7 separate regions of the Mus musculus genome follow, and regions 2, 3, 4, 5, 6 and 7 are each linked to region 1. A link is a contact called in public Hi-C, promoter capture Hi-C and targeted proximity ligation data. All regions are on one chromosome and are shown on one strand. The core of a region is the stretch at or near the end of the contact, and the rest is flanking DNA. Distances in the headings are between cores, read along the strand shown.

What was found. Promoter capture Hi-C pulls out the DNA fragments that hold promoters and counts their contacts. Hi-C and Micro-C count contacts between places; a contact is called where the count stands out from the background.
Region 2: a contact with region 1 is called in a targeted proximity ligation map of extraembryonic endoderm stem cells, with 4 times the contacts expected there. A contact is called at or near these places in 3 of 39 promoter capture datasets (the HPC-7 cell line, HPC-7-derived erythroid cells and pre-B cells), 1 of 484 Hi-C or Micro-C datasets (embryonic stem cells), 1 of 130 datasets of targeted methods (extraembryonic endoderm stem cells) and 1 of 9 other capture datasets (liver).
Region 3: a contact with region 1 is called in a targeted proximity ligation map of embryonic stem cells, with 3 times the contacts expected there. A contact is called at or near these places in 4 of 39 promoter capture datasets (the 3T3-L1 cell line, 3T3-L1-derived adipocytes, cranial neural crest and 1 more), 3 of 484 Hi-C or Micro-C datasets (the HL-1 cell line, cardiomyocytes and embryonic stem cells) and 4 of 130 datasets of targeted methods (astrocytes, embryonic forebrain, embryonic stem cells and 1 more).
Region 4: a contact with region 1 is called in a Hi-C map of uterus, with 5 times the contacts expected there. A contact is called at or near these places in 2 of 39 promoter capture datasets (HPC-7-derived erythroid cells and hippocampal neurons), 3 of 484 Hi-C or Micro-C datasets (the HL-1 cell line, cardiomyocytes and uterus) and 2 of 130 datasets of targeted methods (astrocytes and embryonic forebrain).
Region 5: a contact with region 1 is called in a promoter capture Hi-C map of hippocampal neurons, with 2.8 times the contacts expected there. A contact is called at or near these places in 8 of 39 promoter capture datasets (the 3T3-L1 cell line, the HPC-7 cell line, HPC-7-derived erythroid cells and 4 more), 2 of 484 Hi-C or Micro-C datasets (CD4 T cells and regulatory T cells) and 1 of 130 datasets of targeted methods (astrocytes).
Region 6: a contact with region 1 is called in a targeted proximity ligation map of embryonic stem cells, with 4 times the contacts expected there. A contact is called at or near these places in 1 of 484 Hi-C or Micro-C datasets (embryonic stem cells) and 1 of 130 datasets of targeted methods (embryonic stem cells).
Region 7: a contact with region 1 is called in a targeted proximity ligation map of embryonic forebrain, with 2.6 times the contacts expected there. A contact is called at or near these places in 1 of 39 promoter capture datasets (hippocampal neurons), 1 of 484 Hi-C or Micro-C datasets (cerebral cortex) and 2 of 130 datasets of targeted methods (astrocytes and embryonic forebrain).

Annotation. Positions count from the first base shown.
Region 1 is chr19:23,139,099-23,142,624 of GRCm38.p6, reverse strand. Klf9 (Kruppel-like factor 9) reads right to left here and starts at 1,399. Exons shown (of 2, transcript NM_010638.5): 1 at 366-1,399. The coding sequence starts at 870.
Region 2 is chr19:23,757,587-23,760,792 of GRCm38.p6, reverse strand. It overlaps Apba1 (amyloid beta (A4) precursor protein binding, family A, member 1), which reads right to left and starts at 1,917. Exons shown (of 13, transcript NM_177034.3): 1 at 1,702-1,917.
Region 3 is chr19:23,955,144-23,958,486 of GRCm38.p6, reverse strand. No RefSeq gene overlaps it. Among named protein-coding and RNA genes, the nearest start is that of Gm34076, 39 kb to the right of the region's middle.
Region 4 is chr19:23,971,127-23,974,544 of GRCm38.p6, reverse strand. It overlaps Fam189a2 (family with sequence similarity 189, member A2), which reads left to right. Exons shown (of 11, transcript NM_001114174.1): 11 at 914-1,795. The coding sequence ends at 1,120. Among named protein-coding and RNA genes, the nearest start is that of Gm34076, 55 kb to the right of the region's middle.
Region 5 is chr19:22,553,346-22,556,778 of GRCm38.p6, reverse strand. All of the region lies in intron 1 of Trpm3 (transient receptor potential cation channel, subfamily M, member 3), which reads right to left. Among named protein-coding and RNA genes, the nearest start is that of Gm33649, 80 kb to the right of the region's middle.
Region 6 is chr19:24,029,697-24,033,227 of GRCm38.p6, reverse strand. Fam189a2 (family with sequence similarity 189, member A2) reads left to right here and starts at 2,209. Exons shown (of 11, transcript NM_001114174.1): 1 at 2,209-2,680. The coding sequence starts at 2,291.
Region 7 is chr19:22,446,637-22,449,882 of GRCm38.p6, reverse strand. It overlaps Trpm3 (transient receptor potential cation channel, subfamily M, member 3), which reads right to left and starts at 1,675. Exons shown (of 26, transcript NM_001362491.1): 1 at 1,424-1,675. The coding sequence starts at 1,600. It overlaps Gm27151 (predicted gene 27151), which reads left to right and starts at 1,301. Exons shown (of 3, transcript NR_168265.1): 1 at 1,301-1,905; 2 at 3,192-3,246.

The DNA of each region.
Region 1 (3,526 bases), core at 150-2,649:
CACCAGGGAATGGGATAAAAGCTGCGCCATTTGACTACCCTACCCCCCAGCGTCTCCCCAGGTGGGGCGACCCCGCAGCGGCGGGGTACGGAGTCCCGGGGGCGGGGCGGGTAAGGGAGGGGCGGGCCGGCTCCAGGCCGAGCCACGCAAGCCACTTGCTCAGAGCGGCGGTTGGGGGGGTGGGGGTGGGTTCGGGTGGCTCCTAAAGGTTGGAGCCAAGTAAGGAGAGAGTGCAGGAGTTAAGCAGCATCTTCTCCAAAATGTTTGCAGCCTCTAGGCCGAGTGCGGTGTCCTGGGCGCCCAGGAATGCTGGCCGGCCAAAGGTTAGCTAAAGCCCGAAGCGGGGGAGAGGCGACGCCGCTAACCTGTATGCACTCTGTAATGGGCTTTAAGATGGGAGGATTTTCCATAGACTTTCCCACAGCCACTGTAGGGGCACTTGTGCCTCTTTTCGGAGGCGTGTTTCCCCTTCGAAGCCACTCCAGAGTGGAGGAGGGAGAGTGGGCTGGGCGCGCTGCCAGAATCCTGTCTCTCCTCCGGGCTGTGGGAAGGACTCGACCCAGATTCGGTGGTCACGTCGCTGTCGGATCCTATATCCTCATCGGGACTCTCCAGACTGTCGCTGCACACCGAGGGGGTCTGGATGGGTCGGTATTTGTTGAGGTCCAACAAGCTCTTGGCGATAGTGACCAGCGTGCAATAATCCTTCCAGGTGTCCCCCGGGTCACCGTGTTCCTTGGTCACCTCGCGCTCAGGTAGTCGCAGCCGCTCGGCTTCCGGAGCGCCCCCGTGCTCCGGCACGGCGGCGCGGTTGGAGATGGAAACCAGACACTGGGCAGCCACGAAGTCCATGTAGGCGGCCGCGGACATGGTGCGGGCGACGGCAGCCCGGGCGGTGCGGCCAAACTTGAAGGTGGCTGCGGAGCTTCGGCTAGCCCTGCCCTGGCCTCGGACGACGAGCGCGGTGCGGCGCGGCCGAGGGGGCGGGGGCGCGGGAGCTTGCGACTCGCGGGAGCGCCGAGGCGACCTCAGCCCCTCATCTTTACGTAACCGGCAGCGCCTCCGCACGCAGCAGCCGCGGCCGGCTCCGCCGCTGTCGCCGCCGCCCTGCCCGGCGCCCCGCGCGATCCCACGATGGGCGCGCCCTCCTCGGAGAGATGCCACACGTGGCGGTCGCAAGTTTATTCGACTGCAAACGTGTCGGAGTCCCAGAGAAAGCCAACTGCGAGCCAGGCGCACGTCCTCGACCGCCTCTCCGCCGAGCTGACGCCCCGGGGCATCAGCCGAGTACGCGGACGAGGGGGGCCGGGGCTGAGTGGGGCTCCGCGCCTACGAGACACTTCTTCCCGCGTCCGCCGACGGCCGCTGAGCCCCTGGTCCTGCCGCGCCGCGCCTCTCCGGCATTCTCCAGCTCAGTAACAATTTCGCAGAATCCCATCACGTCACAATCCAGGCCCCCTCCAATTGGCCAGTGGGGAGGGTGATTCAACTCTGTTTACTTTCTCCCCCTGCCAGTCAGAAGGGCCCTTCGGTGGAGAGGTGCGTCTAGAACTACGGCGCGCGGCCAATCCGACCGTTCCGTTCCGCCGCCGCGTGCTGCCCCTCCAGCCCCGAACGCTGACATTTAAAAGGGAAACTGCTCGGAGCCCGGCAACCAGCGGCTGCGCATCCCCGCAGATGCCGCCCAGACCGCGCGCGCGCCTACGCCTCCCGGCCCACGTGCCAGCTGGCGTGGCTTGGGAACGCTTCTCCCCTAGGCAGTTACGCCCATCCCTAGGGACGAAACAGAACTTCAACTTCGGGTTCCCAGCCCTCAAACAGTTAAGTGACTTCCTGCAAACGCTACAGTCCCAGCAACCAGGCTTCCAATCAAAAGTAAGTTGGTTGATGTCACTGGCATTGGCTCAGCCAATCAGAAGGGCGTTCCAAAAGGAAGCGCCCGACACTTGTAAACCTGCGGAGCAGAAGTGAATCGGACAGATCTTTTCATATTTGTGTTGCTGGTGCTAACTCTAAAATATAGATGGAAGGACGGGGTGCTTAATAAACTAAGTGTGAGTCAAATTTTAAACCCTCGATATGGCAGGCCACGTTGTCCAAGGACAGACTCGGATGAGACAGCATCAATTCGTTCTTGTTTGGAATGCAGCACTTAGATGTTTAAAAGTTCTTTCACCCCACACATTAACCAAGAGAAATTCATCTAAAATTTTTCACAGCTAACAAAAGATCCGGTTCCGTATTAAATGGTTCTTACACAAAAGCACCGCCATCTTGGCATTTTGCTAAACCTCCTACTTCCTTGGGCGCCTTTGACTCTAAATTCGCTCTGTCTTGAAGCTATCTTAACCCATAAACTGAGACCAATAAGACATTGCATTTGCATAACTTGAAAAAATCCTTTTCTTTGTAGGGACTCCTCCCTGTTCCTGCTGGGCAAGCCTTTCCTTCCTCTTGCTTCACAATTGTAGAGAACAAGACTGGTCTACCTTATCAGGTAGACGACCGCAGAACTCAAAAAAAAAAAAAAAAAAAAAAAAAAAAAGCACAGGGTTCCCGATTCCTGACTCTGCTTTAGAGGAGCCACCCCTGTGAAATATTAACTGTGTTAAATAGTCCTGAGAACTGGAATCATCCAGAGAGCCTTAACAACTGAATCTTGTGGCTTTACTTGGTCAACAATTAGTGTGGGGTTGGGAGTCTGATGAACTCAGTGTGCTTCTTCCTGAGATGAGTGCTGGGTTGTTTTCCATCATGATAGCTAAGGATCTACAGCAGGGCATACAGTCAACACTGCGGGTTTACAATCCCTCCATTGCCTGGCGGTGGTGGTGCACGCCTTTGATCCCAGCACTCGGGAGGCAGAGGCAGGCGGATTTCTGAGTTCGAGGCCAGCCTGGTCTACAGAGTGAGTTCCAGGACAGCCAGGGCTACACAGAGAAACCCTGTCTCGAACCCCCCCCCAAAAAAAATCCCTCCATTTATCCTGAGTATGAAAGGCACTTTTTCTCTATGAGACACTAACTTCACAATATCTAACCCCAACTTTCCCACTCGTGGTTAACCCTTAATGTTTTGGATACCTCCACCGGGTTCTCTGGGGGGGTCTCAGAAGAACCCTTCCAGTTTGAAGGGTAGGGTAAATTATTTTGACTTTTAAAGTTATGCAGGAAAGACACCACACAAGGTCATTTCCTGGGAAAAGAACAAATATAACAGGAAGTGCTAACCCATGGAGAAATATCACTGCCATCACATCACATCATGAGAGTACAGAGGACATGCTTCATGCAGGACCCAGGCCCAAGACCCTTATGACATCCATGTGATATATATATATATATATATATATATATATATATATATATATATGTATATGATTCATATATAGATATAGAGAGAATATGTACAATAGTGTATAGCAGGGAAGCCATCTTGGAAATCTTGCCTTTTTGGGGGGTTTTTTGAGACAGGGTTTCTCTGTGTATCCTTGGCTGTCCTGGAATTCACTCTGTAGACCAGGCTG
Region 2 (3,206 bases), core at 668-3,167, 620 kb before region 1:
GAAAAAGAAAGAAATCTTTGGTGTCAGTATATCATACATTTATTTGTACATCCTTGTGATTATTTCAAGCTTTTCAAAGAGGCCCAGTGCAGCCCATTTGGGTTCTGACAGCAATTCAGTAGAATTTAAGGTATTATAACTAAAATATGTCCCAAGCAGGTGAATCCAATCATATGACATCAGTAAAGTACTGGGCTATTATCATAAAGGTGCATTCACTCCTATGGATATTGCAGGAGAAATACAGACTCCAGGGAACCAGGCGGCAGTGGACACGCATACGGATATGCCATCTCTAGTGCTTTCCCTCTCTACGCAACCCTATCTTTATTACGCAGAGAAATTTAAGCATCTATAGACTCTGCGTGCTTTTTCTCTGTCTTGGTTCCTAGACATCATTGGAGAGCCAAACATTTGCCAAATTTCCTACGAGTGAGCTGTCCTGGGAAGGAAATCGGGGACTTCACTGACTGGAGATCTTATATCCATGGGTCTCGGGAAATTTCAGTTCCTAAATGGACCTTCTAACCATTGTGAAAGCCGGGAGAGTGGCTGTCACTAGCATCCCATTTCCCACGGAAAAACACCCAAGAGAATGCATGTTGGGGCACTCTTTTTTTTTTCCTTGTTTTTTTTTTTTTTACTTCCCTTTCAATCTTGTTCTTGTATTTTTAAAGCCCCCACCTTCTTTACACACCTCAAGAGTTTATTCTAAAAGAATCATTGCAAAGACTATCCAATCTTCAGCTAGAAGGTTTTCAGTACTTATATATGGAAGGGAGTCTGGTGATAAAAGTTGTGGGAACGGGAGAGGAAGATGACCATTAAACACCCTCTTCTTGGGGTTAGACAAGAGATAAACAATAGAAATTGCAGAGTCAGGCAGTCAATGAGAGGCTGTGAAGTGCCAAAGAAAGCGCCCTTCAGAGCCAGGGACACCAGCTGTCTCAAAAGGTGTAACCATTATCCTGGTTTGCTGCCATGTGCCTCAAAGCAACCGCTCACTTCCACATCCCCGTGTTAGGACGTTAGGGAAAGGGGAAGCGAGAATCCGTACACCCAGCCACCCAAGAACAGTAGCAGAACAGAAACTGTTCTTAGACTTGCAGGGTCAAAATAACCAATACTGTCCCACAGTGTTAGCTGGCGGCATCAAGTCAGGAAAAGCAGATCGCTGGATGTGGGGCGCAGTTTTGAGAGCGTGGATCCAATTGCACGCTAAACACTCACTCTTACACGGGATTTTACAAACCCGGCCTTACCCTACTGCCTCCCCTCCACACTTCACACACCAAGTGCATCCTGCCCACCTCACGGTTTCCATCATCAGTCAGCCAGAGAGGAGGGATCCTAGCGGGGATTCCTGGAAATGTCATCTCCCCCTACACTTCGGATCTGCCACCTCCATCCCCTCTGCTATCACACACACACACACACACACACACACACACACACTCCTTCCGTGACTGTCATCAGGCCCGCTCTTCCCAAAGCCGGGTATCTCAGCGCGCACCGGACGCCTGGCATCTCTCTAGTACACACCCTTCCCCCGCCTCGCTAGCTCCAAGCACTGCCTCCCTGGATGTCGCCTGCCGTCCCTGTTCATCCGCACTATTGTTCCACGCTTCACCCCTAGCTCCCGGGATCATCCCTCCAAAAGGACCCGAGCTCCGTCCGGGGCGTCGGGCGCCCGGCACTCACCCAGCCCGCCCTGGCGGTGGTACCTTGCCTGACAGCTGGGTCCGCGGGCCCGCGGGAGCAGGCGGCGCTAGTGACAGCGACCGTGCCAAGCCTGGGAATAAAGCTGCTCTCCAGCTGCTCCCGCCTCCAGCGCCACCATCTTCCCCCGCCGCCACCGGGACCGCAGCCGCCCGCGCCCCGCTCCTCCGGCTCTAGCTCGGCAGCCGCTCGGGCCCCTCCGGCCGCGGCCCCACCCCCTGCTCGCCGCCCGCTCGCCCTCGTGACGCGCGCCGGGGCCGGGCGGCTGCGACTGACGGCGGGGGGAGCGCGCGCACGCCGCGTGCAGCAGCGCCCCTGCCTCCCACGCCCACCCGCGTGCGCGCGCGCGGCGCGGGCCCGACGCGACAGTCCAGCTCGGGCGCGCGTGAGCGTGCGAGGGGTCCACAGCCGTCGCCGTAGCTGTGCGCGAGTCCCTCCCTCTCGTGGCCGAGAGCCTGGAATGGACTACGTGGCTGCCTCCCGCGGGGACACAGGGGGACCTCCACGGTCCTCTGTCCCAGGTCCCTAACGCTCATCCCCGGCCCCGTCTCTGCGAATGGGCTCTGGTCACGCTTAGGACACACTGCCGCGTGGACGGCTGCCCGTGTCCTCTTGCTTAGTGACACGCAGTTTTCCCGCTTCCCGGGCCTGAAAGCCAAGAAAAAGCTTGGAGCTTGCAATGCGGCGCTGCGCTCCTCGAGTGGCCGCGAGGGGGCGCCCGCGTGAGCTTGAGAGGAACAAGCTGGGCGTCTGTCTGGCCGCCCACTGGGGGCGCTGCCCAACCCGCCCCACCCAGAAAGCGTCTGGAAGGCGGGGTCGGGAAATGGTCCACTTGGTTTCTCGATGCCCGTTGCTAGGAGCTTAAAAGAGTCTTCCAGACGTGCAGAGGCAATTCGCCTGGTATATGATTAGGTTCTCTGGAGGGTGGGGACCCTGAGCACTAGGGACCAGGTAGCAGGTGTTGTGACTTAATGAAAAGGTGGACTGGCCCCTGGGCGGCGGCGGGGTGGGAGTGGAGGGGCGAGGGCGGGGCTGGGTTCAGGCGCCTGGGTTCAGGCGCCAGCTCCATCTGTAATAGGCGATTCCATAGCTACATCCTCCCCCCTCTTTGGGACAGAGTTCTCAATTTAAAAATTAAGGGTCATATTCCCCCGAAACCTTATAATTTTCAAGTCCGTCTTAGTATGCATATTCTCATCTAGTGAAATGAAGACAAGCCTTCCTTATCTGACCTAGGGAGAGATAAATCTATCATTATACAGTATTTCCATATTAAGCACAGTATCTCCAGAAATATCTACGGGTGTAGCCCGAGGCATCCTAGAATTCTTGTTTAGCCTTAAAATTCACATGAATTTCTGCATTCTACTTCGTAATTAGTTTCTTGGCTTTGACAAAGAAAAGTATAGCTTCTCCTGTCCCCCCAGTATCTTTTCATAAAACTTAAACATATACTAGAAATAAGGGCCATTGTTGTTTTTCTTGTG
Region 3 (3,343 bases), core at 432-2,931, 820 kb before region 1:
GCCAACAAGCCCGAGGGATCCTCTCTCTTCACATCCCCAATGCTGGAAATAGACTTTTTACCTAGTGCCAGGGACAGAACCCAGGTCCATTATGCTTATGTGGCAAGCACCTTATTGGCTAAGTCTTCTCCCTCAGCCACCTTAGTTGTTTTTAAGTGAGAGGTTTAGTAACCAATGTAAAATACACAATTAACCCTCAGGGCTCACACAGTCTGCAGAGTCTTTAAAGAAGGGATCACTTCGTATCAGGGGACCGAAACCCTAGGAGTGCATTTGCATTCAACATTGGAGGAAGGTTATGTTTTCTGCGTGCCTTAACGTCTTGTTCATTAACAAAATTAACCAACCACTTTGCTTCCTATAGGTGATGTGTTTATAAAAAAAAGATAAAGAGAAGGGGGATTTGTTCTATGGGGGGGTGGTGGTGAGGTATGGGGCAAGCAGGGTGTCTCAACGGGCTCATGCCAAGGCATCCCTTCCCCCTGGGGGACCAGTCACAGGACAGTAGAGTATAGTATAGAATAGAGTTTATTCAGGGCGTGGGAAGGAGAGTTAAGAGGGCAGCAGAGGCAGAGAGCAAGAGTAGAGGAGTAGAGGGCCCCCATGAGCACGTGGAGAGAGGGGGGAGGGGGAGGGGACAGAGGAGGGAGCAAGAAGGCAAGAGACAAAGAGGGCAAGAGACCAAGAGAGGGAGGAGTGGGGCAAGCAGCCCCTTTGATAGTGGGTCAGGCCCACTTGACTGTTGCCAGGTAACTGTGGGGAGGCGCATACCTGGCTATTGCCAGTTAACTGTGGGGTGGAGTTTAGACAGAATGCTAATAATAGGTCCTCCTGCGCTAACAGTTTTTTGACGTCCCTTTCAGCTGCAAACATTGTTAGTACTAGACACACAGGCCTCACAAGATGAACGCGCTCAATGAGGTCAAGTGACCGAAGAGCAGATAAAGTAGGACTTTTAGAAGAGTAAACCTGGACACTATGCCCCTCCTTAGATTTGGGAACAAAACACCCATGGAAGGAGTTACAGAGACGGAGTTTGGAGCTGAGATGAAAGGATGGACCATGTAGAGACTGCCATAGCCAGGGATCCACCCCATAATCAGCATCCAAACGCTGACACCATTGCATACACTAGCAAGATTTTATTGAAAGGACGCAGATGTAGCTGTCTCTTGTGAGACTATGCCGGGGCCCAGCAAACACAGAAGTGGATGCTCACAGTCAGCTAATGGATGGATCATAGGGCTCCCAATGGAGGAGCTAGAGAAAGTAGCCAAGGAGCTAAAGGGATCTGCAACCCTATAGGTGGAACAACATTATGAGCTAACCAGTACCCCGGAGCTCTTGACTCTAGCTGCATATATATCAAAAGATGGCCTAGTCGGCCATCACTGGAAAGAGAGGCCCATTGGACTTGCAAACTTTATATGCCCCAGTACAGGGGAATACCAGGGCCAAAAAGGGGGAGTGGGTGGGCAGGGGAGTGGGGGTGGGTGGATATGGGGGACTTTTGGTATAGCATTGGAAATGTAAATGAGTTAAATACCTAATAAAAAATGGAAAAAAAAAAAAAAAAAGAGTAAACCTAGCGATTCTGCAAGCCTCGCGGTGGCTTGGGGGCAGTGCTGGGTGAAGGGGTGGAGCTTCCCAGGGGCGGGACTTGATGCGGGGCGGGGCTTGCCCAACTAAAGCTAGCGGCTCAGAACAGGCTCATTCAGGTTCCCTCTGGTGAGCCTCCAGTTGTGGAGCCTTGTCTTTTGAGCAAATACAGAGATCAGGAAGGTAGCTCCTGCTTCTCTCCCTGTCGGGTAAGGAAACCGAAGTATCTCCTTTGTCTTTAAGACCCCACTAAAGAACGTGGTGCTACCCAGCTTAGGTGGCCCCTTTCCCTAGCGATGAGGGTGAGTGTTGTGGAGGATAGCTCAGCTGGCAGCGAGGAAGAGAGAGGGCCAATGCGAGGCTGGGCCTCTTGGTGAGGAGGGTGCAGCCCGGGCCATGGAGATTCTCTTTGTAGGATTAGCCTGCCAGGGCCTCTGTGTGTGTGTGTGTGTGTGTGTGTGTGTGTGTGTGTGTGTATCTCATGCAACTCCGGTCAATAGCATAGGTAGGCCAGGTGAGCCAGGAAGAGTGGTCTGTGACCTTTACAAGAGAACGAACTTGTGTCATCTCACACGAGGGAGAGAGGGGGATGAGGGGGGAAAGAAGACTAGCAGGAAGCAGATTCCTGTTGTAGCTCTCATCCTTATCTCAGTTCTCAGACGGAGGAGCGCCTGTGTTGTTTCTTCAGAGGTGACTGGGTAGAGTGTTTTTAACACTGGTGACGGGCAGGGGGAGGATCCAGCATAGGCAGGGCCACTGGGGCAGTAACTGATTTCTTAAACCTTAGGGTCTTGGGCTATAAAGGAGAAGCGGCCTTTGCCTCCTGCAGGTGTTGTAGAGATTAAACTATCTATAGCACTTTGATAGGGATCTGGCCCAGATGCCTTGGCCTAGAACCAGCTGAGACTCATCGTTTGTACGTGTTAAATCTATCTCTCCACTCGACCTAGCAGGCTGCGATGGGGCACTCTGCTCTATGTGATGGGAGAAGAGGCTCTGCCAGGGTTTAGATTTAGTCGACCCCCAAAGTGGAAGTAAGGAAGCTTTGGGCTGGTATTGCGGGCCTCCGGTATGGCTGGGTGGAGGAGGAGACTAAAGAGCCACAGCGGAGTGAAGGTGATCTGGCCAGGGCACACCTACCTCCAGGAGGGGACAGTCTTGGAGGAATGCGATTGGCTGTTGAGTTACTTCCTTCTAGAGCAGGTGGTTAAAAAGCGAGGACACCCATGGGCTTGGCCGCTTCTGCAGGCCACTGGCTCGCTTTCTGCTTTTCCACAGGGGCCTCTGGACAGGACAGTGGTATGAGGCTGCTCGGATCTTCTAGAATTGTGAGTCAAGTGATTTTCTTTTGAAGTGATTGTCCATCTTTGTTCTCATAATTTAAAAAATGACATTAATATATTATTATTATTATTATTATTATTATTATTATTATTATTAACTGAAATTCTCAGAAAAAAAGACTCTACCAGGCTGACTGACTGATTACAACTTTGTGTTTGTGGAGAGCTGAGATGTTAACAGAGCCCAGATCAAACTATGTTGGGGTTCTTTTTAGCTTTCCTTACTAGCAATCTATGGCACCCATCTCTGTGTCTGGCCTAGATCCTTGGGACTGTCCCATGAACCCTTTTAGGATTTAACACATCACCGCTTTCTACCAATGCTAAGGAACGCGTCAGATTCCGCCCATGCATTTGAAAAGTGCGTGGATCTATAGTTCTCATTTGTTCTATAATTATGA
Region 4 (3,418 bases), core at 190-2,689, 830 kb before region 1:
CACCCCTGCGTCCCCAGAGAAGTAGAATTTCCTCCCAGCCAGAACTTCCTCTTTACCCATTTGAGAGCTGTTGTTACCGCTTGGCTGTTAATTCATTCTCCTGGGTCAGTGGAGTGGATGCTGTAGATGGTCTACCATAGTGCCTTGTGTTACCTGTTCTGAAACAGTGGCTTCCACTTGATTGTCCTGTGAGGCTTGGTGGCAGTGAGACTCCTGATTCTTTCCCACTGACAAAGTCACACACCATAGTGACATGACAGTTCAGCTTTCCACAGATCCTCCCTCGTCAGGCCTATCTGGGTGAGAACTATTCTATAGCACTGTAGTTTTGAGAAGTGAAGTGCTACTGTCCCGTGTTTAAGGTTATAGGACTCATTAAAGACAGGTCTGTAGAGCGTTCACACATAAAGTGTCCTGCTTCTTTACGCTGATTAGCCACGGGGTTAGCAGAGCTACCTGAAGCATCATTGCTTTTAATTAGCATTTTATAAATCTGATCCAGAACAGTGGTTCTGTGTCGGTTCTACCTGCTTCTTGTTAAAACTCCCCAGCTTGGAGCTGGGGAGATGGCTCAGTGGGTAAAATGTTTGCTGTGTAGGCATGAGGACCAAGAGCAGATTCTCAGTACCTATATAAAAACAAGGCACCGTGGCACCAGCCTGCAACTCTGGTGGATCCTGGTGGCTCCCAGTCTAACCATTGTGGCTAGCATCAATTGCAGTGAGAGACTCTCTCTAAAAACTAAGGTGGAGAGTGATAGAGGAAGATACTGAATGCAACTCCGAGACTACACATTCACACCCAATCGAGTGTACTGCATACAATAAGATCCACCAATGGTTGCAAGAGGGCGGGTCAAAAGGCCAGCGCTAGTGAGGCTAACATCTTCCCTTCTCCTCTTCTTTTCCCAAAGATAATGGCCCCGTCACAGCCCAGCACATCCCAGGCCCAGGAGTTGAGCTGGAGGAGACAGCCCGGCCTGCTGCACCTGCGCAGCTGTGGAGATCTAAGCACCTTCTCTCTGACAGCAAGGCCGAGAGCCGAGAGGAGGCCCCAGCAGCGAGCGGAGGCTGAGCGGCCACACAGCCTTATTGGTGTCATTCGAGAGACTGTCCTGTGAACTGAGTGACATGGAAGGATGTCCCTCCTCAGTGCTGTTTACTGTCTGGGAGCCAGGGGCACCCCTCCCCCTCCCCCCACTGGGAACCCCTCAACCGGGTTCCTGGGGTGGGCACTTATTCCTGTTCTTTGGCTCCCTTTTTTTGCTGACGAGGGCACTCAGGTGAACTCGGGTGAAGTACGTTCTTCCTGGCCCTTCCAGTCTGTGTGTTCCTGGTTGGAGAAGAAGGCAGGGAGGGCTCCTTTGTCTGCTGGGTCTCACAGTATCCCCAAGGGGTGCACACTGGGTGAGCAGAAAGCAGGCTCCCTAGCCTTTGCCTGCCTCACCCCTCATGGCTCTTGTTGTTGCCAAGTTCATTCCCTTGCTGTAAGGGGAGAGCTGCCGGGCTATTTATAGCAGCCTGCCGCCTCTGGCTGCTCAGTGAGAGGAATTGGCAGGAGACATGATGGTTAACACCATGTGACTCCAGTCTTCCAGCCTCCTTTAGGTTACCCTCAATCCCTTCCTCTTTAGGAAAAGCAGCAGACCAGCTAAGCGGTGTTTTGTTTTCTTTTCTTTTGTTTTGTTTTTAAATGAAGGACGTTAAGGGTGAGCACTATGGTTGAGTCCATTCCTTCATGCTTGCAAACTAGAAGACAGAACAGAGAATAAAGCGCTGGCGTTGGAAAGTCTGGACTCCATGTGTAGTGTTTGTGTGATCTCAAATGACCAGGCCTTAACTCATGGAGGGTGAATTTTGGGCTGTGGTGGCCAGGGTGCCCCTCTAGGCCACCAAACTAAGTTCATTTCCACAGTTCCAGAGCCCCATAGATAACAATGCATCAGGCAAATCCTGGGCTGAATTTAACAGGTTAGCCTGAATGGCTCTGTGGACCTGCATTCTAGTGGGGTATAAAGAGAAAGTCAGTAAAGCAATTACTGATAGTACTGATGCTAAGAAGTAAGGGGGTGGTCAGGGAGGGCTTCTCTGAGGAAACGACATTTGATCTTGACCTTGACTTTGAGGACCAGGGGAGACTATTCGAGACAGAGACAGAGGCCAGGCATACTAGTGATCACAGAATCGTTTTTGAAGGAGAGGTGGACGGAAGCCTGGCTAGCTGCAACCTATGTTAACGGTGAGATACCACGGAAATTTCTAACACAAACAAGATAAACTTAATCCTATTTCGAAATGATCACTGTGCTGGTGGGAAAGTGGTTAATTTAAATGGGAGAGGAGGCAAGGAAATGGACTAAGGCTGCCTGGGGCGGTGAGCGCTGGTTTTATTGGGCCCCGCCTTAGTACTATGATGAGGGTATTAAATTCTCATCTGGTGCTCATCACAGCCTATTTAGTGGGAGCTGCTATTTTCTCCATTTTATAGGATAATGATATTTCACAACTTGTCCAAGATCACACAGAAACCAAGGGGTAGAGCTGACATTCACACCCAAGTGGCCAGACTCGGGAACCTCTCTGTGTCCAGCTTCTCAGGTGGTAGTATTTGTGTTCCCGGTTGCGGAGCATCCTGCATCGTTCATGGGACCATAGCCTCCCCTGACTCTATCAACCATTCATATTAGAGTGGCCTCAGGGGTCACTGAGCTGTCCTGGAAAGTGGGCTTTGGAAACGTTGAGAAACGAAGGGCCGTGAGCAAGCTGGGTCTGGCTGAGTGCCTGAGTGAGGTGCATTAGGGGCCTCCTTCCCCAAGGGCGGTTTCTGTTGTTACCACCTCCGCTCCATCCTGAATGAGAGACACCTCTTCTGGCCTCTCTAAAAGTCCTCATTGTCACCATGTAGCTTTGCACCACAGCCTGGGCTGCTGCCCAAGGTCAAACCTGCTTTCTCTGTGAGTCACTGTGTATCACAAACCTCTGCTCTCACCGCTGGTCACTCACAGGGTAGACTGCCCAGGAACCGGGTCGGTCTTGCCACGTCCCTTGGCATTCTCTTCAGCCGCCTTTTTCAGGGGGAGGGCTAGGAATTCTCAGCCTACCAAGGGCTTCTCCCCATAGTTTGTAAGAGAAAGTACTGGCCACATCTCTGTGTGTGGCTAGACTTTTCATACCCTCTGCCCATAGCTGCAGCTCTTTCCAATCTCTTTCCCGACTCCCTTGCTGGTTGCCTTGGACCACTGAGTGTATAGCATGCCTTGAAGGCTCAGGGCAGATGGCTGGGTATCAGAAGTGTGAACCTTTGAGGCATGGTACAGAGATGCCCCCGTGTGTCCTGAGGACAGGGTGGTTGACAGACATAAGCCAGCAAGGAAAGACATGACACCTGAGGGCACCACCCAAAGGGCAGCAGGTGGTAG
Region 5 (3,433 bases), core at 914-3,413, 590 kb after region 1:
TCCTTCCCTATAAGAACAGAGATTGGCTTACTTAACAGAGCACCTAACTGATGTTTAAAACCAGAGATCTTCATGGCTCACACTGTAGTTAATTTGACAGATTTCCAGTGAGTCTCTATAACACATTTCACCATATTTTATTTCCTGAGGAACCTAATAAGACCACCAAGCTTCACAGTAGCATGTCTCTATCCTCCAACCCAGTCAGTAACCCAAAATATCTTGCCCATATATCTCCAATCCTGTTCCTATTGTTTTTGGGTTATAAAAGTGTTCTATGTCAATCCTGCTTTCTGTCTGTGTACTCTATACACTTTGCTCTGCTGGTATATCCGCAACACTATCTTTTGTGAGATGGCATTTGTATCACTTTCACCATTGTTTAATCATTCTGTTTTCAGAGCAATTCTAGAGTCACACAAAGCTGAGATGTGGCAGAGATTCTCCATCTGTTTATCCTGTCCCTATACACACAGGGTTCATTCCACTACCTATGTCTCCCACCACAGTGAACACTTGTGACATCTTATGAATCTATAATCATTCAATGTCGTCACACGAATCTGTAGTTTTTCCTAGTGATTGCTGTTGGTATTTGTGTTTTACACAGGTAAAGACAGGTAATATCAGCCATTGCAGCTTAGCATGCCAGGCGGTGGTGGCACACACCTTTAATCCCAGCACTCGGGAGGCAGAGGCAGGCGGATTTCTGAGTTCGAGGCCAGCTTGGTCTACAGAGTGAGTTCCAGAACAGCCAGGGCTACACAGAGAAACCCTATCTTGAAAAACAAACAAACAAACAAACAAAAAACAAAAACAAAAACAAACCAAAAGACAAAAACAAACAAACAAAAAAACCCTCAAAAAACCAAAAAACCAAAACCACTTCAATGACCTAAAAATTCTCTGCTCTGCCCTTTCCTTCCTTCCTGCTGTCTCCCAGTTTGAGTTTGTTCCTTCTGCAGCTTCTGACTGTTCACTTTCCTATATGGATACGTTACATACCATTGAACCTAAGATTCTAGCACTTGGGAACACACATTGTACTATTATAGTTTCAAGTTTCTAGACCTGACCACTTTACCTTTGAAAGCAATACTTTTCCTTTTCTTCCTAGTCAACCCGGGCAAGTTTGCTCAGTACGACCACCGTTTCCATTCTTGCTGTGGTTTGCATCACACCCTTTTGAGGCAGCCACCATCTCCCTTAGGCTTCTGGTCCCATTCAAACTCCCTTCGAGATGGTCTTTCCATTTTCTTTTAATGATAGCTTCCTTTCCGGGATGGGTTACACAGGGAAGACACTCAGGCAAGATGAGAAAGAGAACATGCCCACCCCAGCAGAACCTCTCTAGAGATCAAGAATTAGGAAAGCGGAGACCTGGTAATTGGCTATCCATCACACCTGAAGTACTATGCAGGTGTGCTGTCCCTTGAATTAATTGTTCCAAGCTGTTGAATATTGTCTCTGGACACCAACTTTCCCTTTCTAAATCCTCCAGGCAATCAATAGCTCATTTCAGATTGTAGCATTCTAAGACTTTAGCAGTACAGGGCACTTTTTTTTTTTTTTTTTTTTTTGAAAATGATCAGAAATGACAGGCAGTAATAGTATTGCCCTGGGTGCCTGGGTGAATCTATGCTTCTCAAATATAAAAGAGTAAAGGGCTCAGTAGGAAACCTGAGGGGGAAGCTAAAGACTGGAAACCCCGTGCAATTAGCTCTCCAAGAAGGAGGCTTCTGGAGAACACTTGGCTGCCACAAGTCATATCATGGGTTCGGTTCGGTGTGCTTTAATTGCCCGTTATTTTCAGCATGGTGGCATTTTAAGGCTTTTTTGTTCCCTAACAGAAGATTGGTTAAATACAGCCATTGACTCATGTGTTGATCCAGGGCTATTTTTACCCTTCGGCACCTTGCATTGTCATTTCAGAAGGTGCAACAGTTTCTGGGCAGTCCTCCCACAGACATCTAATCTATCCACGTGGGGAGCACGGGAGCACGTGGACCTCCTAGCAAGATGCCCCAGCAGGAGTCCCTGTGGGCTGGGGAAAAACTGCAGCATGCAGGGCATTTTCAAAGTCAGAGCCCTCTGTAGAGAGACGGGGGCTTTGTGCCAAGACCTTTTCATATACTGAAAGCCCGATGTTTCAGATCTCATTTATCCCAAGAAAGCTGTCAGGAATGGCCCCTGCAGAGAGAGCTGACCCAAATTGTGACTTCTTTCAGGCCAGGGAGGCCCCTCCAGGACAAACAGGAAGCCATCACTCAGCATAATGTATTCCCACTGGGAACAAGCAAACAGCCTTCTGTTCAAAGCAAGGCTCCCAAGCCCCGGAAGTTGGTTTTGGCTCAATGTGACCCTAAAATCAAGTCAGACGGAATGAGTTTATTAATTCAGAGCCTGAAGATTTGGCTGGGCTGAATATTCAGGCTGAAATGTTGAATTCCACCTCAGTTTAGTCATTCTTTTTGTTTGTTTGTTTGTTTGTTTGTTGTTGTTTTTTCGTTAGCCATTTTGAAGGACTACTAAGATTTGGAAAGAAAATACCAATGTTGGGTTCAGGTTCATCCCCAGATATAAAAGTAATTCCCCCAGCATATGGTTTCGAGTGAAAGATACGTTTTAAAGCATGTACACACAGCAGAATGAAATTTTTTCTTACTTTTATTGGGATCTAGAGAAATTCAGATTTTTTCTTTGTAATTTATTTGCCTCTCCTTTGTCGGTTAGCACCCCAAATGTGTCTAGCCTGATTACCTTTGGAGCCAATTAAACAGGGTTTGCTATTTAAATAAGAATCACCGACAGACAGACAGGGAACAGCTCCAGACTTTGAATTCATTAAGATGTTTCGATGCTTGTAGCTGTTACAAGAAGCCAGCAACGCAATGCGCATCTGCTTTCTAGTCAGCAGGGTCACCTCAGTCTGAGAGGTGACATGTGGTAGTTTTGCTATTTTTTTTTCCATTAGTGTTCACAGAATAAACATATTCTCAGAATCAAATAAGTGGCTCTGTCCTCCAACCCATCGTTCTTGGCAGGTCTGTAGACGGAACGGATAATACGATGCAGTTGCTTCTATAAGCAGTGGCAGCTCGAGAACAGTCAAATACCCTTCTTTATTGAAAAGACTTCAAGGGATTCAGAATACAAACAGGGTCATTTTCAAATATCAAGGGTCAGATTTCCTCAATTCTAGCTAACGGCTTTGCATTGATTGTATCAGGTGTCGGGTTGGTGTAGAAGAGGCTTAAACGGTGTTACGTGGGAGGGTGCCCGAGTGGATTCTGTTTACAAGTACTTCTAGAATCCAAAGCCATTGTCAGAGTTCTCTAGTCTTGAGGACAAGAGTCCGGGCTAGGCTAAGTGATGTGGACTGGGAACCCTAGGACCTACTCAGAAGGTAGGGCTGTGCACAACGTCTGGGCTG
Region 6 (3,531 bases), core at 960-3,459, 890 kb before region 1:
TGACATAGATTGTGTTAATGCCAATTGTCACTTTTGGAGGAACTCCCTACCCTATAAGGAAGGTTCAGTTTCCTCCCCTGCTTTCCCCCTGCCCACCTCTCCCGTTCCATTCCCTGCCTGTTTGACTATTATCTTCTATACCAAGCTGGACTCAGTGGACCTGAATTGATGGTGTAAGAGATCTGTTTCCTACAGTTCAGTGAAGTATGACCGAATACTTAAGCAGGTGGTGGTGTGAAGTCTGAACAGTCGAGCTCTGGTTACAAGAATCTTAAGCACAAATACCAGAGGACAATAATTGCTGCAACTTTAAAGGGTGGGGCAATTTATCTAGACTTGTGCTTCTGAAAACAGGAACAAGACATTCACAGCCGTATACAGGTCGATAACAACAAAAGAGTTGGGGTGGGGGAGAGAAACAGAACAATAAGTTCCCTTAAGTAGGAGTTTCCAGGGAGGTCCTGTGACCTTCTAATGTGTAGATCTGGTAGATTAAGACCCCCTATGGATTTTTACTTGTCTTTGCTACTTTGTGTTTCTACATAGAGATAACACCTAAAAGCTTTGGGCATTTGAAGTCTTTTAGGAAGATCCTTAAGTATAAAAATACGGAGAAGCAGAAAGACCCTAAGTGTAACCATATAGATTATCAGAGTAACCCTTGCTGTGTAATTAGCACTGGCATTGAAAAGTAGATTGTCACCCACACCTCCCCCAACCTCATCCTACTCATAAATATCCCCAAGGGAAAGCGGGTATCCTGACTTCTAATGCAAACATTCTTAGACACAAGGAATGCATTTTTAATGGCATGGTTCAGGTGTCAGGCTCTGGCCAATAGAATAAATAGATTTATTTAGCTGAGAGAATGTCTGAACACTCAAGTAGACACACTGTATTGCAGGGTGTCATCCAGCCTTAAGAATTAAATACTTTTAAGCTTGTGTTTAAAATAAAAGTTATAATCACAGCACTGAAGGGATGAAACTCGTCTTCACCTGCAATTTAAGAGCATCTATTGTAGGTTTTGTTCTTAAGTACACGGGACATCAGATTTTCAGTGTTCATTTAAAAACAAAACAAAAGCCAAACTACACCCTGCCCCCAACCTTGACATTTATTCCTGGGAGCAGTCAGAAAAGAAGTCACAGGTACTATTAAACATGGTGGTTTAATGATTTTAAAAGTGTGTATGTAAACACCCGCACATGTCTAATACATCACATTGTGGGACATAATGTTCAGCATCAATACAGCCTTCGCAAGCAGAACACACGGCCAAACCTGCTTTTCTCTTTTTACTCAACAGGAGGGCATTAGATTCCTTCACCTTTCCAATAAGCCAAGCTTTCAAGGGCTACAACTGGCTGCAAACCGACACTGCTCTTGTCCTTACCTGGAAAAGAAGTTCATGATCACCCTCTTACCTATGATACATGAGCCGTCTAGACATTCTATTAGGGGAAACTTTTGTGCAAAGGCGAATAATTGCTTTTTTTCCCCTCAAAGTTCGATACATATATTATAAATTACCAAGGCAGATTAAGATTTCATTAGACCATTTCCTGCGAAGTTTGGGAGCCTGTGTTCTATCATGTGATGCCAATTAGCTCCCGGTCAAAGCTAAAAGGATGGAGCTTGTGACCCCTGCCAACTGCACAGGGCCGCCCTGGGCTCTTCCATTGTGATTGCTGACTAGTGTCTCCCAAGGTAACCTGGCCTGGCCACTATTGTTCCCACTCTGGTGCTGGGAAAGCACTCTGTTCCCTCCCGGCAGAGCTGCACCGACAGAGCCGGGAACTCTCCATAGAAGCCATAGATGCAGATTGCATTCCCGGGCGGTAACGTCCAGTGAGTGTCCTCTTTCCGGGCTAGGACCTTTTCCCGTCGGGTCGCCCACAGCCCCTCCTCCGGGCGTGGTGGAGGAGGAGAACCACAAGGGACTCCTTTCCTATTTAAAGGTTGCCAGCTCAAGGGACCTGGGTCCACCACGGGTCCCTTGGCGCCGCGGTTGCAGACAGACTCTGACAACGGTTGAGCCGCTAGCTGCATGGTTCCCGCCGTCCCTGGACACTTTTCCCGGTGACCCCAAGGCAACGGCGCACTTGTCACCGTGGGTGACCGAGAGGGGACGGCGGGGGGCGGGCCCCGCGGGGCACGTGGGCGCGGCCGGCGCTGGCCGCGGCAGCAAGTGGTTGGGCCGTGCGCAGTCCGTCCTGCGCGGCGCCGGCGCGGGTGCCCGGTGCGCGGCGCCCTCCGCTCGGCTGCGCCGCCCGCCCGCCGCGCGCCCATGTCTCTGCCGGTGGTGCTCCCGGGCTCCTGCTGCCCGGTGGCGGGGCTGTCGGGCGGACCTCAGGCCGGGGGTCCTGGCGCCGCCACCGCCGCCGCCGCTCAGGAGCCGCCGCTGCCCCCGCTGCGGCCGCGCTGGCCCCGGGGTGCTCTGCAGCCTCCAGCCCGGCCCCGCTGCGCCCCCGCCGCCGTGCTGGCCCCGCCGCCGGCGCTCGCGTCCCGCCGCCCCGCCGCGCCAGGCTCCGCGCTGCTGCCCGCGCGCCCGCTGCTGTCGCTCGGGCTCCTGCAGCTGATCCTGGGCTGCTGCATGGTGGCGCTCAGCTTCGGGGCGCTGTCGCTGAGCAGCTCGCCGCAGGTGAAGAACTCGTGCCCATTCTGGGCTGGCTCCTCGGTGAGTACCGAGAGTACCTCTCTGCGGGGCCCACCCTCGCGGCAGTGTGTTGTGGACGGTCCCTTCCATTGTTTTTGTTTGACCTCTATTGGGGGAGCGGGGACCCTAAAGCCACCTGAAGTGTAGGCGACAATAAGTGGGGGTGGGGTGTGGGAGGTTAGTGTCGGGAGACAGTCAAGTTGAAGGGAGAATTGGATTGCACCTGGCCAGTGTCTGTCCCTTACACGTTAAGGATTTTGTTTCCGTCAAGTTAACATTAAGCACGGTATCAAGCTCCTGAGAGACTCACATGAGGATGGGCGAAAAAGAATTTGAAACTTTTTGTGGCCACTGAATACTGCATTGGCAAAGCAAACTCCGGGAGGACAGGGGTTTTGATAGGTTTTCCTCACTGACACATCAACAGTACCCGTACAGGGTGGGGTACTTCTGGAATGGACAGAGTGACAGAGTGAAGGGGGGAGGGTTGGTTGACTTGTTTTTATTCTTCATTAAGACAAGGATAAATGAAAGATTATCTGGAGTTGGATGACTGAACCCTGAGGAGCTCCGAGGTAATAGGAGGTTGCCTGTGACTGATGACTTATACCTGGTCATTAAAGAAGGGCTCAGACCCTGGGTGGGTTCCTGGAGTCACCAAAGCTGCTCTGCAGAAGTGGATGCTCAAGAAACAGAACCTGTCATTACGGATGCACACCCCAGAACTCCAGAAGTTGGCGCAGCTAGCTGGGGATGTCTGTCCTACCCTGGCGCCTGGCCCCGCCTCCTTGGCCAATGGGGCATAGGGAAGCCCGGCCTCTGAGAAAAGTGGTTGCCAGTGAGCAAGCATTTGTAGACTGGATGGATGGCTA
Region 7 (3,246 bases), core at 426-2,925, 690 kb after region 1:
AATTTGCCAAAACATTCTTTTCCCTAGTCTTGATTGACTACTAAATCTGGAGGGAAATTCACATTCATTTGTTAATCCTCTGGCCTCATTCTTTTTCACGCTTCATTACACATGTTGCTCCAATACAGCAAAAACACCCATAAGTGTAGAAATTTCAACCACTCCCTATGCCCTCAAATGTTCTCCTTTCCAAATATCCCTTAGGAAGCAAGTCATTGCCATGACAACCATAAGATGAGGTTTGAAGGGCACTTGGGGGCACACTTTGTGAAAGTTAATACCAGTTTGTGTTTAACAGGGTCAGGGAAACTCAGACAATGGGTCATATTTGGTAACGAGACACCACTTAGCTATTTAGAATTATCTGATCTGTCCACATCAAACCTAACCAGAATACCACCTCCCCCCCCCCCCCCAAAAAAAAAGGAGTGATTTATTCAGGGCTAATCCATCATTCCTCTGTTGCAGCCAGTTCCCTCTATGGTCACTAGTAATTAAATCAGAAGATCATATATAATAGGAAAAGGAGAATTAAGGACTTGTCTTGCCTGGCAAACTTTAATGTGGAACATTCCGTTATGCTCTCCCACCCCCACCCCCAAAGGTTAGCACGTTTTTCTTTTCTAAGCAATATTTCTCCTCCACGCCTTCACACTTTGTGTCCTTCCCTGTCAGGCAGAGGATGAAGGTAGATTCCCAAGGAGTTGTGAGGACTTTTTCAGCATCTTTAATACATTTGCTTCCAGAAACAGGAGCACTGTGGACACAACTAGCAACTGCAGCTCAGGTGTAGTAGGAATCTTTTGTGTAACTCAGAGCTAGATACGGCTTCCTTCCACGGATGCGAAACAATACTTTTCCACACTGACTCCAGTCCAGTGACCAAGAGATAGAAATGACCGTGCCTTTAAAAAGTCACTATGGGATAAGGTCCATTCTTCCTTTGTCTCTACCTGACTGACCACCTAGCCAGGGAGCTTTTAAAATAAGGAGGAGAATCCTTTGTTCTCTCAGGTTCCATTTAAGGGAAAGTGGGTCGAAGGGCTTCCCCAGGGAAAGAAAATGAGCTCTGGAGCCAAATGCAGAAGAGGAAGCGATTTCATGCCCACTATTATTCTCATCCTTCCAAATAAGAGAATCCATTGTTTGGCGGACTAATGGTTAAGAAAGGTGGGGATGCGCACAGGTAGCCCCATCCCTGAGACCGTATCTAATTCCCTAGTGTGGCTCAGGCTATCCTCCAGGCTGCGTGGGGGTGGGGGTGGGGTAGGGGTGTTGGGAACTCTCTCTAGCCATGGGTAATACAAGCCAGAACTGCATGCATTCTCACGCCCCAGAACTGGCGTCCCAGCCCAAGTGCGAAGTTGGGCGTTTCAACCTGAAAAGCAGAGTAAGAGCCATTCAAAGCAGCAAGTTACAGTACCTTGAGAAGTCTGACAGATGGGAGAAAGGCTGCGTGGCATAGCTTCCGGATGGTCCAATTTAGGGGTCGAGAAGCATCAGTCTGATTCATGACCCCTTCCAAATTCCACCGGGAAGACAAGAAACTGCAAATCTGGGCAGTGCCTAGAAAATAAACGGTCCCCCACGGCCCTGGCATCCCATGGTCATCTCCACACCTGCAAATTCCATTAGGGCAGAGGCTTCCTGGAACTTGGGAGTCTAGTCAAGTGGCGTTTCCTGAGCCCCTGAACCTTCTTAAGAAAGCCACCTCCCCTCTTCCTGCAGCCGTGCTCATGCATACCAAATGTGGCCGAATGGAGGCACGCTGCCTGCTGCTTCGGGGAGGGGGATGCTTGATTTCGAAGGAGAGGGACAGCCTGCACAAAACAGCCTGTGGTCGGAGTCAGAGGAGCCTGCTCCAGAATGCGCGCTCCCTCTCCTGCTCTCCTTCTGCAAACACAGGTCAGGCGTTGGGGGGGAACCCGGGCCATTTGCTTTGCTCTCTTGTTTTGGGGGGGAGCCAGGAGGAGAGCAAAAAGGAACAAAAATGAACCCAGAAGGAGAACTTATACTTTTTTGCACAAAGCATCTTTGAGGGGCTGGAAACTGGCGCAGGGGGAGGGGCTAGGACACCGGGAGGGAGAAGGGATGCCTCTGAATGATAAGATAAATGCTTCCTTTTTGATTTGTGTGACATAATAAATTGAGAGCTATCGTAGAATGGATCTATAGTAAAAGGAGATCCCTGCTGTGTTCTGAAGTCTTTTATTAACTATGATTGACAGTCTGCACCCTGATTGATACAAGCAAGCCCCATGTAGATGATAGATGGTCAGAGGCTTAGTCAAACTCGCACATACACACACAGGGAACAAGGAGTTACTCCTGTCACAGAAAGCTGTGCAAAAGAAGACGTTTGTGGCTTACCCTTTCAACAATAGTTGTTTCTATATTGGGGGATATTCCCACAAGATAGACCTTCTCTGCAACAAACTTTAACCCTTAAAGTGCCCTACAGGGTACTGTCCACAAAAAATGGTTTCCTTGAGTGTCCCCCTCTTCTCAATAATTTTTGAAGGAGGCTTTACAAAAGTGTGGCTCCATTGGAGCCAACAGTTTTTAAAGCTCCCATGGTGAAAGGGAACATGAGGGAACTTTTCCATTTAAAGGCAGAATTTGGCCAGTTTCACTTAAAGCAGGGAAGCTCAGGAGGGCTGGGTTAGGGCTGGGGGTGGCCCTTTCACACCTCTTATTTGAACTACCCACTCTCCCCAGACATTAAAGTTTAGTAGTATCACTGACAAAAGACTCTGCCCAGGAGACTCCCCACACCCTTGCCCTTCAAGTGTTTCTGGGGTACTTAAAATTTCCACCTTATTTCCTTTCCAGTGACTGTAGAGATTTTTCATTTTTAATTAACTAGAAGAAATGGGTAACAGACCCCTCCCCTTTCCACTCCTGAGACTACTGTGTATTCTGGGATAAAATCCAGAGGGGTTAGAGCAGATGTGCTATAAGCCTGCCTTTTAGGATCAAGAACAAAGAATGTAACAATACCTGACACCTGCATCACTGCGCCATTTCCTAAAGTGCTCCAGAGTCAGAGATGCTGAGTACTGCAGAACCACTGACTTGAACATTAAAAAAAAAAAAAAAAAATCCTGCATCGGATTAGTCTCTATTAAAGTAGTGTCAATGTAACAGGGTTCACATATGATTCATTTCCTGTCACCATCCTATGTCCACAGTGGGGAGAAGGACATTTTGAAGTGTTGGCAGCTGGGATGTCAGGCACGGTGCTGG